Regions from separate parts of the Zea mays genome. Here region 1 is linked to region 2. A link is a contact called in public Hi-C data. All regions are on one chromosome and are shown on one strand. The core of a region is the stretch at or near the end of the contact, and the rest is flanking DNA. Distances in the headings are between cores, read along the strand shown. Region 1 holds the start of LOC103626062 (protein DEK). Region 2 holds the start of LOC100285753.

What was found. Hi-C and Micro-C count contacts between places; a contact is called where the count stands out from the background.
Region 1: a Hi-C map of ear shows a contact between it and region 2, with 1.8 times the contacts expected there. The contact joins the promoter of LOC103626062 here to the promoter of LOC100285753 in region 2. A contact is called at or near these places in 2 of 25 Hi-C or Micro-C datasets (ear and leaf).

The regions. Positions count from the first base shown.
Region 1 is chr5:19,972,839-19,979,308 of Zm-B73-REFERENCE-NAM-5.0, reverse strand. LOC103626062 (protein DEK) reads right to left here and starts at 1,532. Exons shown (of 12, transcript XM_008646442.2): 1 at 1,121-1,532; 2 at 1-356. The coding sequence starts at 302.
Region 2 is chr5:19,632,251-19,639,606 of Zm-B73-REFERENCE-NAM-5.0, reverse strand. LOC100285753 reads left to right here and starts at 3,929. Exons shown (of 1, transcript NM_001158643.2): 1 at 3,929-5,445. The coding sequence starts at 3,957. The coding sequence ends at 5,306.

The DNA.
Region 1 (6,470 bases), core at 283-2,782, 340 kb before region 2:
TCTGTTCTCGCATTGGCATCTTCCTTTGTATCGGCATCCGTTTTGACATCTCCAGAATCCACCTGCTTTGCCGCACCAGCATCACCACCACCACCTTCCTCAGTGATCTCAGCCTCTGCCATATTGACATCTCCACCTGAATGGCCCTCAGCACCATTTTCCGAGCCTTTGTTCTGCTCTTCAGCATCCTTATTCGCTACTGGCTCCTTGCTCTTGCTAACCTCTTCCTTGGTGTTATCCTTATTATCAGGAGCAGCAACATCAGCAGCTGCCGCTCCATTTGTGACAGCCTTCTCCTCCATCGCAGGTGCTGGGTCAGCCTCGGGCAACCAGGCTGGCCCTTATTTCTCTAATAACTGTGTTAAAATGGTAACCCTAGTGAGGAAACCTGAGATACAGGACCCAGTGGGGAATAAAAAAACTGACAAAAGAAAGGAAACAGTGGCATGCTGCGGTGCGTGCTATGTGGGTATTGTTAGGAAGATTTGAACTTTGAGGTACAATGGTGTCAAGTAGAAAGCAAGAAGGCAAAATGGAAGAATAAAAACACCGCATCATAGTCTTAGCTAGAGTAAAAGGAATGCTAAAGGGCCTCCAACAAGTAAGCTCTGACGAAGACAACGGCGGAGGAGATCAAATTGCAGGCATTAGCCCAAAGGGCTAATTGACAGGTAAGCCCAACTCGTTGCAGGAACCCCAAATTTCAGCGAAGCCTGCAGGCAGTTGCAGAGGGAACCACACAATCGCAGGACACGGACCAAGGAACCGCAGAGCACGGCGCCAGGGACCCCGGCTTCCGCATCCAAACCCTAAGCAACTCGGACCGAATTTGCCGGATTTGGGCGGCACACAGCTCTGCCGCAGCCCAGAAGCCGTCCCCTGAACTCAGAGAACAGCGCCGCGCAGCTATACTCTACCCGAGCAGAAGAGCGACGCCTTCCCTGTGCTCGTCCCAAAACCCTAGAAACCCCAAACTGAGCTTCCTCTGCCGCTCGCACGCGGTGCAGTGCAAGCCAGCTCGACGACGACAGCAACCCGGCCCGGAGCAAAAGTACGAACAATCTCGAGCAGGCTAGCTAGAGGAAAGGGAGACGAGGTTTTTTTCGGCCCTCGCGCGTACCTGGAGCTGGGCGGCGACCAGCAGAAGCAGCCGGGGGCCGCCTGAGAACGAAGAGTACTCGAGAACGAAGCCCAACTTCCTCCCTCACGGAGAGAGAGACTGAGAGAGAGCGAGGGAGAATTTTCGGGGTGTTTTTTTTCTTCTGTGGGATTTTTATTTATTTTATTTCTGGTGATTTTTTGTCAGCAGCAGCGGTTGCGGCGCCGGGTCGGGATCGGATCGGACCCCAGCACGGAGTCCAATCGCCCGCGCGCGGGAGGCGCGGGCCCCGCCATCACGTGGGACGCTGCCTGGTGAGGCCCCCGCGCACGGGACGCTGGCTGTGGGCCTCGCCACGTCCTTTGCCGTTCGCGGACGCTTCGGGCGTGTGCAGAGGGCTGCAGGCAGGAGCGTTGCGCTGCTGGTACGGGCCCGTGGGCCGTGGGCCGCAGCCGCTGAACAGGGACTGGGGGCAGGGGCGTCGCTTTCGGGCTCCGAATTCCGGTCCGTACTTGGCTGCCGTTGAAACAAGAGGGCGCGGTGCTACTGCTGGCCGCATGGGAAAGTAAGGTTATGTTTGGTTTCTTTAGGGGGTGTTTGGTTTATAGGGACTAATGTCTCATTATTTTATTTTATTTTAGTCTATAAATTATCAAATATAGAAACTATAATAAAGTTTTTGTTTCTATATTTAGTAATTTTAGAACTAAAATATAATAAAATGTAGGGACTAAAAATTAGTCCCTAGAAACCAAACACTCTCTTAGTCTAGGGACTAAAGTTTAGCTAGGGGACTAAAGTTTAGTCCATAACATGTTTGGTTCTAGGGGCTAAAATAGTAAGAATATACTAAATGACTCATAAGAAGACTAAAATAGCATTTAACATTCTCCTGCTATTAGTACAATTGAACTAAATGAGGGGTAAATGTGGAATTAATATGATTTAGTCCCTTTTAGCACATATGTGAAGGACTAAAGACTAAATCATTTTAGTTCATATTTTAGTCCTAGTGTTTGGCAAAAAAAGGACTAAATGAGAATAAAAACTACAGACTAATCTTTAGTCCCTCTAACCAAACACCCTCTAAATCGAGTTGAGGGGAAGTGCTAAAATCTTCTACTGTCGGCTGTCGCTTCACTTCACTATTCTACTTTGAGTCCTTAATCCTTGCCCCTAAATACCTAATGCGGACAGCTGTAGTAGGTGGTTGAGAACAGAACAAAACAAAACGTGGCGCCCGGATTTAACGATACATCCAGATGTATTACATATGTAATTATGTATGCCAGAATCAAATTTCACATGTATAATAACTCTGTGTAGAAATAAGTGTCACAAAATTTATTATATAAATAAAATATCTTTAAAAATATTAAATAATAAAACTAGACGACGACAACGGTTAAAATCTATATCTTTACTCTGCCTCGGCACCGATGTCTTCGTCCTCGGGTACGCACCACACATTCTCTCACCATCCGGGCGCGTCCACCTCGCTTACGTTCGCCGAGGGGGCTCCAAGGCCCGCAGGAGTTCATCGCTGGCCAAATCGAGAGGCGGCACAGCCACATCATGGCTCAACCTCTATCGACGACGCGTCCACTTGAAGGAGAGAGGCCATGCGGGCATATCAAGGACTGAGGGCCGTCAGGGTAGGGAGTGGCGCCCTACTCTGTAGCCTGCAGGCGAACAACAAACCACGCCCAACTACAAAAAACTAGCAATCAATAGGTTGGTCACTTGCTCTTGTTTCCAACTTCTAAATATGCAACATGGAATGTTAATTCATTTTCTATTTTTCAGAGTTTTTCAGATGTTTGTGATGATGCCTTTGTAGCAAGTCGCTACCTAGTTGTATTTTCATGAAACCACGATGAGGGAATTGTTTGTTCTATGTTTGGTAATGTATTTTTCAGGTTCTGAACAAATGAGTCCATAGCCTTAATGACCTTTACTACCCAGTGTATCCATCCTCTCAATACAATGGAATCTTTTGGACTTCATGTTCCCGAAACCAAATTGAGCTTTTGCACTTTAGTTCCCCATTCAAAATGTCAATCAAATTTTCTACAAAGTGATGGCTTCATGTGTTCCTTCCGTGATGTATTAGTATTGTAAATGCCTTATTCTTAAATTAGTGCTCCCATTTCTTTTAGCTGAGGCATTATGGGTAAGCCAAACAAGAAGTCCAGTGTTAAGGCTGCTGCCTCGGTTCTAGAGGAGAAATCTACAAAGAAGGGTAAGACATTTCATATCTCTGTTGTTGCATTGTAATAATTGTTGAATGTGTCTGTCTTGTTGATTTGTATGTACCATACTTATCACTAAGTCACAAGATTTTTTTAATCAAAATGAGCAGGTAAGAGAAATGCAGAAGATGAGATTGAGAAGGTCATGAGTGTAAAGAAGCAAAAGACTACCTGAAAAGGCCGTGCCGGTTAAGAAGCAGTCCCCTCCGAAGAAAGTTGAGAGCATCAACTCTAAGCAGGATTCTTATTTCTTCAGATTCTGAAGTGGAGGTGCTATCATATTCTTCTCTTTTGGCTCATGTTTCTCCTTTAGTTAAAATTATAAGCTATATGCTTGAACTCTAGGGATTGCTTTGATTTACAGTGTCGCAAACCTATAACCGATTGTATGATAGTGTTCTCGTTTTTACCATATTCTGTGTGCTGCTATTGATTTTATTTAGTTTCTCTAATACTCATACTCTCATAGACCCAAGAGCTAGCAGTTGCAGTAGTCATTACTTATTAATTTGGTGTTGCAATTCCTTTATTGGATATGTGAGATAAGTTTTACGATATTTTAAAGTACAATTGCATAAAATTGTTTGTTGCAAGGAAAGTGCGATAAAAAGTTTCTTGTCATTCTTTGGTATCTTCATATGGCAATCTAAATATCTAGAACTAAGATTTGGCATCGATTGTTTGTTAGATATTTGCATTGTAGTTTAACATGATGTTAATAGCTTTGTTGTCAAATGCAACTGTGTTTGAAAACATGGTTTTGCACCTTTTGTTTTTTGCGTTGATATATGCTAATAAGAAAAAGAATTACTTGTTTAACGACATCAATTTCCTCTTGTGCAAGAGTTTCATTTCTCTCAAAAATTATAAGATATTCATCTTGCATGTTTGTTTTATAGATTTTGTAATCATCCTCTTTGTTTCAGAATATGCCTAAACGTTCAGTAAAACATAGTTTCATTTGATATTTTAGATATATTCAATTTTTGGGATGTTTGTTGGAATGCTTGCAGGTATCTGTCGCCCAATGAGAATGCTTGATGTAATGGTTGTCGTCAGATCCTTACAATCCACCAGGTTCATATTTTGCGACTACCACACATTCCACCTTCCTGCTTGATGTTTTCTGCCTGTGTATTTGTCGATACATGCCTCTTCTCAACCTCACTACATTCTACAAAATCTTCCTTCCATTGTTAAGGCAAGAGAATACTCATCTCTTATAACCAATGTATCTTTTGTAAACGAGGCTTGCAAAAAGCTCAGAAAAATTGTGTTGTCGGATTGTGAAATTTATGCATCCTGTGAGCCATGCCCAATGTGCTTTGGTGTTGTTCATCTATCCCGGATAAAGGTTGATTCCTTACCTTACATATTATTCGTGTGGATATCAATTTATCAATAGATTAAGCTAAAAGGATTTGAATCTCTATTCCTAAGCAAAAGCATTTTGTTCTAGATAAACTTTTAATTGCTATAGAGCTGCAAAAGTAATACAAAGAATGGGACCAGAATTTTGTAACCAAAAAACTCAGCTTGGGTGAGATCCGAATTTTTTTTACAAATATATAGTAATAACAGGATGGAGTTTAGTGGAGTTGCTACTATTACAGTGACTCAAACCTACATTTAGTTCGTACCATGAATACCTGTCTTTTTTAGTGTGTCATTGAAAGGGAAATAGGGTCAAACCTTTTCCTATAAATAATTTTGGTGGTTGAATGCCCAACAGAAATATTGGGCTAACTAGTTTGCTCTAGATTATGTATTCTACAGGTGCATAAAGGTTCAACACAAACTAATAAAAAGACCAAGTTAGGGTTCAAAAGAAAGAAGCAAAAGAAACCGAAGAGAACCCTGGTCTAGCGCATCGGACTGTCTGGTGCACCACGGACAGTGTCCGGTGCATCAGGGGCGATCGACTCCAAACTCTTCACCTTCGGGTTTCTGAGGCCGCGCTCCGCTATAATTCATCGGACTGTCCGGTGCGCCAAGCGGAGCAACGGCTAACAGCGCAACGGTCGTCTGCAAAAGCGTGAACAGTGCGTGAACAGTGCGCGTAGAAGTCAGAGCAAGCGTCAGAAGCGCAGCGGATAGTGAACAGTACCTGTCCGGTGCAGCACCAGACTGTTCGGTGTGACATGAAGACAGCGCTCCAACGGTCAGAATCTTCAGAACCTAATGGTTGGGTGACGTGGCTGGCGCACCGGACAGTGTCCGGTGGCGCATCGGACTGTCTGGTGCGCCCATCGACATATAGCCTCCCCAACGGCTATGTGGTGGTTGAGGGCTATAAATACCCCCAACCACCACCACTCCAAGCATCCAAGATTTTCAGACATCCCATCCAATACAAGAGCTAGGTGCATTCAATACTAGACACAATTCAAAAGATTCAAAGCCTCTCCAAGTCCCAAATTCACTCCAAACAATTAGTGACTAGAGAGAGTGTTTTGCTCGTGTTCTTTGAGCTCTTGTTCTTGGATCGTTTTCTTCTTCCTCATTCTTGTTCTCTAAGAGACTTGTAATCAAAGCAAGAGACACCAATTGTGTGGTGGTCCTTGTGGGGTCTAAGTGACCCGTTTGATTAAGGAGAAAGCTCACTCGGTCTAGGTGACCGTTTGAGAAAGGGAAAGAGTTGAAAGAGACCCGGTCTTTGTGACCACCTCAACGGGGAGTAGGTTTTCAAGAACCGAACCACGGTAAAACAAATCATCGTGTCATCCGCTTTATTTGCTTTTGATTTGTTTTTCACCCTCTCTTTCGGACTCGGGTTTAATTCTAACGCTTACCCCGGCTTGTAGTTTGTGCTTAAGTTTATAATTTTCAGATTCCGCCTATTCACCGCCCTCTAGGCTACTTTTAATTGGTATCAGAGCCCGATACTTCATTAGAGTCTAACCACTCGATCACGCCAAGAGGGAGATCGTGACCGGCGACAAGCTCGCCACAAGCCACGTGAAGGCTCCATCGAAGGAATCCGGCAACAAGCTAAAGGAGGGATCACCTCCTCACAAGTCGCATCGGAGTGGCGACAAGAAAAAGAAGATGAAGAAGATGGTCTACTACGAGACTGACTCTTCGTCGCTGAAAGGGAAACAGGCTCGCACCTTTTCCTA
Region 2 (7,356 bases), core at 2,680-5,179:
TGTGACGACGGCGACTCTCAGCTCTCTTACGGAAGCAGGGGGACGTCAGCAAGGACTCAACCGCTCCGACAGCTGTCCCTCCGCCAGGCTCCGTTGCTCCTCCGACAGCCACGACATCACACCAGCTGGGTGCCAAGATCTCTCCGGCTGCCACATTGGCATGTACTTAGGGCGCTAGCTCTCCCCCGCTAGACACGTAGGACTCTGCTACACCCCCATTGTACACCTGGATCCTCTCCTTACGCCTATAAAAGGAAGGACCAGGGCCTTCTTAGAGAAGGTTGGCCGCGCGGGGACGAGGACGAGACAGGCGCTCTCTTGGGGCCGCTCGCTTCCCTCACCCGCGTGGACGCTTGTAACCCCCTACTGCAAGCGCACCCGACCTGGGTGCGGGACGAACACGAAGGCCGCGGAATTTCCACCTCTCTCACGCCCGTCTCCGGCCACCTCGCTTCCCCCCTTCGCGCTCGCCCACGCGCTCGACCCATCTGGGCTGGGGCACGAGGCACACTCACTCGTCGGCTTAGGGACCCCCTGGTCTCAAAACGCCGACAAATTTGGAAGGAGATTTTAGCCCCTCCAATCCTCTCCGGTTTTGTGGCTCCCAAATGAGAGCACCTAGAGGGGGGTGAATAGGTGATCCTGTAAAAATTTGAACTTTAATGCCACAAAACTTTGTTAGGAGTTAGCACAATAAAGCCAAGTGGCTAGAGAAGAGTTCTTGCAAGACACGATAACCACAAGAAGATCAACACAGATAGACACAGTGGTTTATCCCGTGGTTCGGCCAAGTCCAACACTTGCCTACTCCATGTTGTGGCGTCCCAACGGACGAGGGTTGCAATCAACTCCTCTCAAGCGGTCCAAAGACCCACTTGAATACCACGATGTTTTGCTTTTTACTATATCCCGCTTGCGAGGAATCTCCACAACTTGGAGTCTCTCGCCCTTACAATATGATGTTCACAAAGAAGCACGGAAGTAAGGCTGGGATGAGCAACGCACCCAAGACACAAAATCAGAGCACAATACGCACACAAGTCACAACTCGAGCTCACAACACAACCCAAAGAGTTCTCTACTCAAATGGAGCTCTAGTTGCTATCACAAATAATCAAATGCGCGGAATTGGAGTCTTGGTGCTTAGGAATGCTTAGAGAATGATTGGTATACTCCTCCATGCGCCTAGGGGTCCCTTTTATAGCCCCAAGGCAGCTAGGAGCCGTTGAGAGCATTCCAGGAAGGCAATTCTTGCCTTCTGTCGCCTGGCGCACCGGACAGTCCGGTGCACCACCGGACACTGTCCGGTGCGGATTTCTTTCCTTCTTTGGCGAAGCCGACCGTTGGAAATTCAGAACCGTTGGTGCACCGGACAGTCCGGTGCCCCCTTCTGACTGTTGGCTCTGCCACGCGTCGCGCGCGGATTACGCGGCCGACCGTTGGCTGGGCCGACTGTTGGCTCACCGGACAGTCCGGTGATTTATAGCCGTACACCGTCGTCGAAGTCCCGAGAGCAGCCAGTTGACAGACGCCAGCCTGGCGCACCGGACAGTCCGGTGCACCCAGACCGAGCAGCATTTTGGCTGTACACAGCCAACTTCTCCATAATTGTTTCTCCTGTTTCTAGCACTTAGACACAATACATTAGTCTTCAAAACAATGTACTAAGTCTAGAAACATACCTTTAATCTTGATTTGCACTTCTTGAGTCCTTGGCACAATTTAACACTTAGGCACTTGTGTTGGACACTTAATCACCAAAATACTTAGAAATGGCCCAAGGGCACATTTCCCTTTCACCAAACTAGCTCTTAGGGTATGAGTTTGAGCAAATTTCTCTATCCATGGGTTTGTTAATAGGTTCAAATAGAAACCCAGCGGGTACGTCGGTAGGACTGGGCATTCGGTTCTTCGGTTCGGTTCGGTTCCTCGGTTCTTGTAGAAATTTGGTTCTTCAAAAACTAGAACCGAAATAGCAAGATAAAGAAACCAAAACCGACTAGATCGGTTCTCGGTTCTTCAGTTCTAACCGAACTATAACAACCACTCTAAAATTTTGAATAACGATAACTTTTGTGAGAAATTCCAGCAACATCTCCCCACAAACAACCACAAGTGCACAATGACCATAATTTCATAGATAATACATGGATGATTAGAGGTTCAACATAAGTCGATAACACAACATCCGAAGTTACAAACACATGTAACAAATTGAATCTAATACTTTTGGGTTTTTCGGTTCTTTGGAGTGCAGAACCGAAAATATCTCATTTATTTCGGTTCTCAAAAAACCAGAACCGAATTTCATAACGGTTCCTTCGGTTCGGTTAGTTCGGTTTCGGTTCTCGGTTATTTCGGTTCCTCGGTTCCGGTTCTTTTTGCCCATGCCTATACGTGGGCATGAGTTTTTTCTTCCACTACCTATACCTGCAAACCCATGGGTTTTTAAAACCCGCTTTAAAATCAACATATCTTACAGATATGTCTCATTATATTATTAATTGAATATGTTCTAAGTGAAATGAACTTCATGTAACAAAGTTTAAGCTAAAATTAGTTGTTACTTATTTCTTTTATCCTAACTTATTACTATATTGACTATCATTTATCTGATGAATTAATTTTTATGTTGATGTTAGTGGGTATGGGAAACCTGTTGGGTACCCGAAACCCGCATAAGCATGGTTTTGGGCAAAATTCTGTACACATCATGGATATGGATTTTTTAACGGACCTAATTTTGCAGTTATTTTATATTTTAAGCAAGATAGTAGTCTAAGACGTGTTGTCCTTGCAACAGATTGACATGCGTAATTAAAAAAAGACATAAAAATTGTTAACTGCACGTTCAAATGCATGCCAAAGTGAAAAAAATTAAAGAGAAGCCTACGACATAGAAATTAAAAGAATCTAATGTGAGCACCTCCACACGTGGGGGCGTCGCTGTAAAAAAATAGTCCAGAGCTAGTACTAAAACACACACCCTCTTTGCTCCAAAAATTTGAGGTCACCACCAAATCACACATAGCTTACTGTTTGAAAATAAGCAATAATTATATAACAACTGTAGCAAATTATGGATAACTAGCTAGTAATATGTGATTGGCTAAGGAAGAAAAACATTGAAGCATAGGCACGGGAGCACTCCATTATTTTTTGTTGAGCGCCATGGTATCTCATCATTTTTTGTTGTACCCTAGTGCATGTGCATAGCAGGCTTGTTTTAGGTTGTTGCAAATAGGGTTGGACGAAATACTCAAAGCTTGTTGGCTCGCTCAGTTCATGGTCAGTTTGACTTGGCTCGGATCGTCTCGTTTGAATTATTTCACGAGCTAAGCTGATATCCTAGCTCGGTTCGTTAACGAGCCAGCTCGCGAGTTAAACGAGCTACCACATTTTAGCAAAACCAAACTATACCATTTACCTAATAATTGATGAACATCTTATATGTCTATGTGGTGTTTATGTTCTATGAATTAAACTAATGATTGATGAATTGTGAATTCATGAGTGATAAATTATGTTAATTTGGTGTTACATTGATATGGTCCGTGAAAATATAAATATAATTATTATTTTCTATTGTTAAATTAGCTTAAAATTAACTATAAATTGATTATTATATATATTGTTTTTTTCTTGAGCTCGCGACCTAAACGATCCGAGCTAGCTCGTTAGCTTAACAAGTAAGCTCGGACGAGTCGAGCCTAGCGAGTATATCTAGCCCTAGTTGCAAACATAAAAGACACTTTTTTCGGGCATTGATGGAGAATCAAGTAGCTCCATGAACTTGAGATTAGGCATTTAGACTTGGCAAATCTTGAGAATTATGGAGAAACAAGAGTGAGGTACACAGCACTGATCTGTTGTTAACTGATCGGGTGCGGGCGTAAAACAAGTCGGCCCAAGTCCCAACAACGGATCGGAAGCGATCCCCATTCCACATCCACCAAATGGCCGACGCCGACGCTGCCGCCGTCCCCGTTGATGGCCCCGCCCGCACCACCGTGCTGGACTCGCTCGGCGAGGACATCACCCGCATCGTCTACCCCGTCTCCGCCTGCATGCTCCTCGTCGTGCTCCTGGTCTCCCTCCTCTCCTCGCCCTCCTCCCCGTCGCCCTTCTCCGCCTCCATCGCGGCCGCCACCGGCGGCGTCTCCGGAGGGGACGACATACCCACGGCGCTCATCACCGCCCTCACCTTCGTCGTCGCCGTCACGGCCGCCACCTTCCTGCTCGCGCTCCTCTTCTACCTCCGCTGCACGCCCTGCCTCCGCGCCTACCTCGGCTTCTCCGCGCTCTCCGTCCTCCTCGTCCTCGGCGGCCAGGTCGCGCTCCTCCTCCTCTCCCGCCTCCGCCTCCCGCTCGACGCCGTCTCCTTCGCGCTCCTCCTGCCCAACGCCGCGGGGGCGCTCGCGCTCGCCGCGCTGGTCCCGGCCTCCGTCCCCATCGCGCTCCACCAGGCCGCGCTCGTCGCCGTCGCCGTACTCACCGCCTTCTGGTTCACGCTGCTGCCCGAGTGGACCACCTGGGCGCTGCTCGTCGCCATGGCCATCTACGACCTCGCGGCAGTGCTGCTCCCTGGTGGCCCCTTGAGGGTGCTGCTCGAGCTGGCCATACAGAGGAACGAGGAGATCCCGGCCTTGGTCTACGAGGCCAGACCGGTGGATCCCCGCCATGGCCGGAATTGGCGCTTGTGGAGGGAAGGGAGGCAACCTGGCGCGGATTTGGATGCCAGTTCCACGGTTGAGGTGATTGGGGAGGTACTTCAGCCTGACTCTGGAAACAGTTCGGCATCCCAAGTTCATGAACCTGCCACTCTTGCTGGTGATATTAGTAATTCAAGGCCCAGGGTGACATTGGCGGCTGCTTTGAGCTCCTCTGATTCTTCTACTGTCGCACAAGTTGGGGAAGTTTCAGCATTGCAGGAGCATAGAGTTGCTGTTGCTGAAATGATGGTACCTTTGATCCAGCCACGCCCTCAGAGATCTGAAGAAGAGGTGGAAGATGAAGATGGCATTGGATTAAGCTCATCTGGGGCGATCAAGCTTGGGTTGGGGGACTTCATATTCTACAGCGTTTTGGTCGGCAGGGCAGCGATGTATGACTACATGACAGTGTATGCCTGCTACCTTGCCATCATTGCAGGGCTTGGCATCACTCTGCTCCTGCTGGCATTCTTCCGCAAGGCATTGCCGGCCCTACCAGTGTCCATTGCCCTCGGCGTTCTGTTTTACGTGCTCACAAGAACACTGCTTGAGGAATTTGTCGTGCAGTGCTCCACAAATCTTGTGATGTTTTAATATGCACGCAACATTGCTTATTGCTGTACCATTGTAGTTCATGATCGGCACCTTTACCAATGATTAGCTCGTAATTTTCTGCAAGTGTTAATTTTACTGGTCCGTGCACTGATTTATTATATGAAGATATTTGGAATTCCTGTCATATTTTCCACTACTAATCTTGTTCTGTATGCCCCAACTTAGGTACATGCCCATCTGTTTATATTGTTACATGTGAGTTTTTTAGGGGAGTAACATCTGTGATTTTCAAATAAAATAATAGGAACATTTTGTGTGCATTTTATATATCATGGAAATTTTCTCGAACTGTCTAACCATAAGTCCATGAATATGTCTTTTCTAGAGGAACCGTTCTTTATTTTTTGTTCGTGAACAAAAAAGTTTGACAGACTGCACATAGGTAATGAAGATGGATTTGTTTTCAGTCTGCTGTAACTTTTCTTAAAATTGAGCACCCAGGTGCCTTTTCAGCACCATTTAACTGAGCCCTTATCTCACTGAAAAAAAACTACTGTGCTACATTGTTCCACAAAATGATCCTGAGAACTGCTTTGGTAGCCCAGTTCAATATTAGGGTGTCTCACTTCCTGATTTCCCATATGCATTCTGCTACTAATGATTTCTTCATGGCCTTACATAGCATCCTGGAACATAGAAACAAAGCTACTGTTGGCATTGGGTCTGACAGTGGAGGCAACAAAAGATACTGTATCAGTGTTTGCAGCTTCATGTTCACACAACGGATGTGCTTAAAGGAGGGAGGTTGATGCGGACTGGCAGCTTGCTGTTTCTCCTATTCTTCAAGGAATGAGGATGCATCATTTGTTCTCTATACATTCATATTTCTCATTTTTGCAGAGTTATGTTTAAACCTGGGTGCCTCGTCAGAAGTCTAAACCCTTATAAATCTTGTTATATTTACTCCCCAAATAGTACGGTTTTGAATGGATCTTGATTTATTATTATTTTTCAGACATATAACTAACTCATATTCAGATTCACTTCACATATATAGCTTAAGAGTGCATTTGCATTTTTTATGGAGGATAGTCTCAATTTCATTTTCTTATGTCCAGTGTTGACATGTCTTGGTTATAGAAAAGTACAATAGCTGCTAATATGGTATTAATATTGGAGTTTGGAATTTCCAGGTCTCACTGGATTTTCTCTTTGACGTTTATGTATGTGGCTTGTGATTAGCTGTATCTAGCAGATCGTGTATATAGTCATACAAAACACTGCACTGTTCATGTAGTAAAGTTTAAAATAAAAGATGAAATTAGAGATATAATGAGTAAGCCGCTGGAAACAGCCTTACAATAGAAAAGTTGATAGCGAGTTTCGCAGATATAAATCCACTTAATATAGGCCTTTTTGTACATACATTTTTATAACAGTTTGCTGCAATAATCTGGTGACGATAAGATGAGTGAAGGAACATGAGGTATCAGGCTATGAACTTTAGAAGTTCGGCCAGGTCATCTTTGTCGGCTCTCTTCGAGCTAAATAATGTCTGTATAATCTTTACACATTGTGAGTTGTGACATACTATTTTTTACCAACACCGCCATGTTCATGTCTGATGTGCTTTAATAGTAAGAGCGAGAGCTATTATTGCAGTTTTTTTTTTATAAAAATGTGATGACGGCTTCTTTACCACTTACTTCACAACTGTCTAGACATGTTTTTTTCTCTCACTGTGACCCCATTACAACCCTTATCAGTTTGCACTATAGTTATTAAAAGGATGTAAGGCGAGTGACCCCTGAAAGAGAGAGAGAGAGAGAATGGGGGCAGTCAACTCGTGGTCTTCATTATTACACAAAACAGTAGGTCTAAATGAATCCCTTGTTGTAATAGTCTGACGCTCCTTCAAGTTCTTGATTACATACATGTCGCAACTCAGTCCGGCCGTCTCTTTCATTACTCACCTCTACGTTGTGCTGCCTGCCGCATCTGCGGCTGCAACTGCAACTGTGGGCGTCACGCCTCCTCGGCTGTGCGTGCGACGAAGTGCCTGCCTGTCTGGAGCGGCAGACGACAGCAC